Regions from separate parts of the Astyanax mexicanus genome. Here region 1 is linked to region 2. The links are chromatin contacts, called in public Hi-C maps. All regions are on one chromosome and are shown on one strand. Each heading gives the region's core, a stretch centred on a gene start, on an enhancer-like site or on the middle of the called end of the contact. The rest is flanking DNA. Distances are from core to core; before and after follow the strand shown.

Region 1 (2,906 bases), core at 236-2,735, 540 kb after region 2:
GTTTAAGGTCATATGTTATTGCCAGTTTTTACTAGCCAGAATTACAATGTATAGATCTAGAATTATTTTTTCTATTAGTAAAAGGAATTATAGATAATTGTATCTGCTTTGTTTTTTAAGCGTCATTACTGAAAAAAGTAAGAAAGTGGAAGATTCCTATAAAAATTATATGTGGTCCTGGTAATATGAGTAGTCAGAATGTATTACTAAATCTGATATTAATAGTTAAATTCACTAGTAAAATTTTAAAACAGCTTGCTATATAACATAAATAACGCTAGTTAGTTGGCCCAGTTTGGCTAGCTGACAAACTACATCATCGTGAGGACCATCTGAACTGACAGAATACACACTCAAGCTAAGCTCGCGAGTTAATTAGCTAGATGGTATCATTTACATGCTAAAAAACAGACGATATCATGTTGGCAAGTAATAAAAACACAGTTAACGCTATTGAATTGTTAGATTTTCAGACTTTAATCACATATATAACGTTAGTTAGCTAGATTAGCTAGGTTAGCATACGAGTCCGCTGTCTCAGTACAGCTAAAATGGGCCCGAACCCCTCTGGTGCTAAATGCTACCGATAGCTAAACGCCTGTTAACTGACCTCGGGTCGGTCATAAACCTCCACAGAGCCACAGAAACAGATCCACAGGTCCACACATAGCTTGTCAACATCAGACCAGCTAAGCTAGATAACGTGTCTAACTAGCAAGTTTAATAAACACTGATCAAGCGCAGTCGACCATTATTAGCTAGAAAAGCTGCCTGGCTAGCCAGCTAACTAGCTAGATACCTTTGCCCTCTGAGTGAGTGGTTTCAGACGCGTTTATGGAATTCAACTCACATCATATTAGCCAACAAGCTAACCAAGCTAGGTTACCTAGGTTAGGTAACTAGCTAGCTAAGTTAGCTTACGCTACCTACCCTACACCCCTCCCTCACCGAGCTCCAATCTGACATTACTGAAACATCTGACTTACCTTGGTGGTTAAAAAGCCTCCATAACTTGGTGAAAATGATTCCCATTTCGGTTGACTGGTTTCTCCGTAGGCAGTTTAAACCCAAATCAGTCTAAATCCTAGCTTAGCGTTATCTGGGTGGTAGCTAGAAGCAAATAAAGCCACCCAACTGAAAGCAAAACTGAGCTAAAGCGAGCAATCGGTGACAGCTAGCCAGCTGGGTTAGCTAACCTAGCTCTTTAGCTGGACACCGGGAGTATTTCCAAGACGAAACAGGAGAGACCAGTGTCCATATCTCTCTCCGACACCGCGGGGTCTGAAATGCTGCATACTTTATTTGCTGTCATAGCCTAGATCGATGAGATGAATGATAAAAACGGTAGGTCAATGAGAAGACTTAGCTTAACTAGCTAGCTTAGCTAATTCAGCCTAGCTCATTTTCAAATTGACGGCTGCTGTTCTGGCCGCTGTTCTTTTCTGCCGCAGCAGCCCTATACACACACAGAGCTGGAGAGGAAGCGCCAGAGATCCTCTACAGAGGAGAACACCCACTCGAGGGTGTGTTCCGGGTTTCACAGACACAAGAGGGCGCTCCTGAATGAGTCCAAAACGAGTAAGGTTTTTAACTGAACACAGAACAGTATTACGTTACAGTACAGCTTGCAAATGTTTCAAATATATTCAATTTATAAGCCTTTTAAACGTGCTCTGCCCGAATGTCCAGCATTAGCTCACCACACGTTTGGCACACAGTAGCAATGATGCTAGCGCCTTTGTTTTCCAAAAACCGTTTATTGTAGAAAAAATGAAACACATGTATAAACAATATGGTTTCTTCGCTGTTTAGCAAAATACTTCATTGTATTTTTATGAATTAAAGGAATATGAAGGACAAGTAGTTAGACATTATTTGTAATTATTGTTTGCAGAGGCGGTCTTTGCATAGAGGCATTGCTAGGCAACTGCCTTGGGCCCCTCCCACTGCAGCCCACTGTAGGGGCCCCATGACTAGCTGCAAACTTCCCATAGGCCTACAGCTGGTAATTGGGGCCCTTTGGACAGTAATTCACAGATAGTGAGTTCATAAATGGTGATTCTTGTATGTTTAAAATGGAAACAAAGACAACACAATAAATTACAAAGAAATACAGATTCCGTCCACACCCTCTCTTTCGCGTTAAAATTGAATATTCCATCCATGCCTTGTGGCCATGCCATGAATGCACACGCGCTGCTTGTGAAAGACGGAATTAAGGTGAAATTAAGTGTACAAGTGGGATGTGAGCGAAAAAAGAAGGAAGAGGCTAAACTAAAAACAGATGCTCTTCCAAAACTGATAAGCTTTTTTTAGTGTGTCAGCACCACCGGACCCGAATGTTTTGGTGGAGGAGGACCAGGAGGTGCCATATCGTCATTTATGACCCAACATCACGATGGATGGTAACCATTGCGATGCCACGCCCACTTTTTTGTTTTTCCAGAAACATGCACTTACCTTCTTTGGGTCTCCTTCACCTAAAACTTTAGCAGGGATTGTATGGAAAAATATCAAATCAGGTATATAACTTAAATGAATTAGAGTCAGGGATGAAAATTAAAATACCCTACTGCTATAAATATGCCTAATTGGCATATTATTCTATTATTTATTATTATTCTATTATTATTAAGATATTATTATTTATATCTAGGTTACAGCTTGTCTTCGTTTTTTTCTACATGTCTGTATTAATTTTAAAAATTTCATGTTATTCAGGCAAATAGAATAAGCCTGCTCTTGTGCGTCGGGAAACTTGCTCATTGGCAACCAGTGTTGGGCACCTTACTTTGAAAAAGTAATCAGTTATATTTACTAGTTACTAAGGAGTTACCGCACTATGAATGTAACTAGTAAAAGTAATTGACTTACTTTAAATTATGTAAATTCTATTATTATTATTA
Region 2 (3,010 bases), core at 259-2,758:
ATTTCCCCCTTAAATTTAAAAGTCCTGAACACTGAATAGACTTTCCTTTAAGGACATTACAAACAGGAGGGTCTGCGTTAACCCTTTCAGACCTGAAATAGGGGCGTATCGTACTTATATCGCCAACATTTTCAGATATCATGAACAATATTATACCCTGAAATATCGTGCCATATCACCCACTCAGGGTACTTTAGGGTACTCATTTTTTGCTGTTTTTATCAAAAAGAAATTTTCACACTGTTCTCATTTCCCATTATATATCTAGTAGAGACAGGTTCTTTTTGTTCAGTATCATTTATTTTACTTCAGTCCTGGATATATGGAGATATTTGGAGTGCATTATTATTAGTATCATGACATCTTGGATCATTGACTTCTGTTACAAATCTGATAAAATTCTTGTATTTTTTTAATATATCAGTTATATTGTATGCAATAATAAAATTTTATTTTCATTTTGTTGCAGTAGTGTATTCTTGAAATATATATATTTTTTAATTTAGTGTTATTGTTCTCATGAAAATACTGTAAAATATTGTTTTATTATTTTAGGGCCCTATCGCCCACCTCTAACCTGAATTATGTGCCAGGGATGGAAAAATATTTAAAAAAATAACAACAACACTGTTTTCTGTCTGTAATACACACAAAAGAAAGACTCTAATATTCGAATATAAAATCTATATAAACAATACATTCAATTAACTAAAAAGAGTAACAGTTTTTTTTTCATCTATTGGATTGCATCTATTTGATATGCTTAACATTTTTATTTTAGATTTGATATTGATTAATAACTTTTATGCTCACAAACCATCCTTAAACACTAAATAAAAAAACGATGAAAAGTGTGATTAGAAATTACATAAAATTAGTAAAAATTAGCTTTTTTTAATTTGCCTTTTTGGCTGTAGTGTTGTTTTATTTCAGTGGGCAATGGGCGGGGCTAAACTATTGTTTCATTGGCTTTTAAACATTTTCATTGGCTCGTCAATAGTCTATTCTGATAAACAACAGGTCTCAGTTAGTGTTATGTGAAACAAAACAGAGAAAAAAAAATAAGTAAATACATCTTGTCCACTGTAATGAACACACAATATGAAAATGTTAATCTGTGTCATTATGTTTCAGCAAGAGTTATAATTAGGCATTAGGCAATATTTACACTTTAGCAGTGAAAAAACAACAGTGCAGTGTAAGTTACAGCAGTCTCCTTTAATTTGGTGGTTAAAATCCTTTAATTAGTTAATTAATTTAAGCTGTATGTGGAATAATGAAGCACGCTGGACACACTCTGTCTCCAGTCTGAACTCTTACCTGTTCACAGCACTGCCCCGCCGCTCCTGCGCTCCTCACACAGCCCTTTAACATCACTATACCTCCACTAAACCGCACACCGCTGCAGGCCTCCACAGCTCCAGACACAGGTTACAGTACTGGTTTCAGAACAGCGACATGCTCTCCAGAAAAGTTTCCCAATTAACTCTCCTACAGCCCCGAGCTGCAGACCCGCACACCCGCTCTACTACTACCGCCGCTCAGCTCTCAGTACAGCAGCGGCACGCAGGCCGGGCTTCAGCACACTGCGCCCCCAAGCGGCTACACGCAGTTAACACACCACTGAACATTCTGAGGCAGGGGCGGGCAATTCGTTTTTCCGAGTGGCCACGAGAAATTGGAACTGTTTTAGGTCAGTGTAACATTTATCAGTTACATTTTCTGACCGTTTGAAGCTAAATGCAAAAAAATTGAATGTAAAAATTCATTAAGTTTTCATCCATTTCTGTGTCCCTCACAATCGGAATTTTAGAAAAAATAAAAATATATATTTTCTTTTTTAATTTCTGATTTTTCATTTTTTTTAAAAGTTGAATCATTCCATCAGATTTGACTTACAAAATACAAAAATAAAAAACATTTGAAAATCGAGAAAAGATTAACTTTTATTTTTCTTCTTTACTATACTGAATGGAAAAAAATAATAATGTATTGATTTTTTTTTTATTGTAAGTTTGTGATTATTTTGCTTACTTATGAATATTGCTCTTATTCAGTCTTAGAATTTTATTTTAACCTCATTTTAAGTGATTTAAACTCAAAATAAGCTAAATAAACTCAATATTTATGCTTATACATAAAATATTGACCTATAGTTACTACACCTTAAATACCTATAGTTGGCCATGCTTTTTTATTTTTAAATATTAATAATACTATATAAATATCATATACTATATAATACATATAATTAAAATTGCATGTCATAGTGACCAACACATCATCCAACAGAAATGTGTGTAAAATGCTGGTGTTTTTATATATATTATTTATATTGGGGGCGCAAGGATGGCTGCCTCTGATTAGCCTCTGATAAGCTTCATGAATATTCATGAGCCATAAAAAGAGGTACGCTCGACGAGACTTTAAATAGTCAGCGACCAGAGAAGTGTTTTTGATCGTGGTGACATATGGGAAAACAACGGGAAATCTATTTAGACTAGTAGAACACGTGTAAAAACCTGCCATGGCATTTTTTCCTGTCAGTAACAAGGAAAACGTTTAGTTAGGTGGTTGAATTCAATGTTTTTGCAGGGGGATTATTGGTAATCTGTTTTCTGATGGAATCGAAAACGGGTGGGAAACGTAAACGGGCGGAGAATAAAAACGGGCGGAGAATGAAAACGGGCGAAAAACGAAAACGGGTGGGAAACGAAAACGGGTGGGAAACGAAAACGGGTGGTAACAAAAACGGGTGTGAAGCGAAAACGGGTGGAAACAGAGATCACGCAAAGCGTAAGCGAGGGAAACAACAAAGGCTATCCTGGGAAGCGAGACAAACACACTAGAGAGAAGCACAAGGGAGGAGGAGCCAGGAAGAGAGGAGCAGGGGCGAAGCAGCTAATTCTGGGTCCTGTACACTCTCAATGTCAGTGATCCCCTATCCATGCCAGTACACAAGGAACATGAGAGAAAAAAAATCAGGGTTTTCATGGGCCCCTCTCCGTAC

Evidence for each region. A called contact is a pair of places that touch in the nucleus more often than the background predicts.
Region 1: a Hi-C map of muscle shows a contact between it and region 2, with 4 times the contacts expected there. The contact joins the promoter of arl5a here to the promoter of lmo7a in region 2. A contact is called at or near these places in 2 of 3 Hi-C or Micro-C datasets (blood and muscle).

Annotation. Positions count from the first base shown.
Region 1 is chr11:29,412,376-29,415,281 of AstMex3_surface, forward strand. arl5a (ADP-ribosylation factor-like 5A) reads right to left here and starts at 1,486. Exons shown (of 6, transcript XM_007253479.4): 1 at 987-1,486. The coding sequence starts at 1,032.
Region 2 is chr11:28,876,863-28,879,872 of AstMex3_surface, forward strand. lmo7a (LIM domain 7a) reads right to left here and starts at 1,509. Exons shown (of 31, transcript XM_049485334.1): 1 at 1,321-1,509.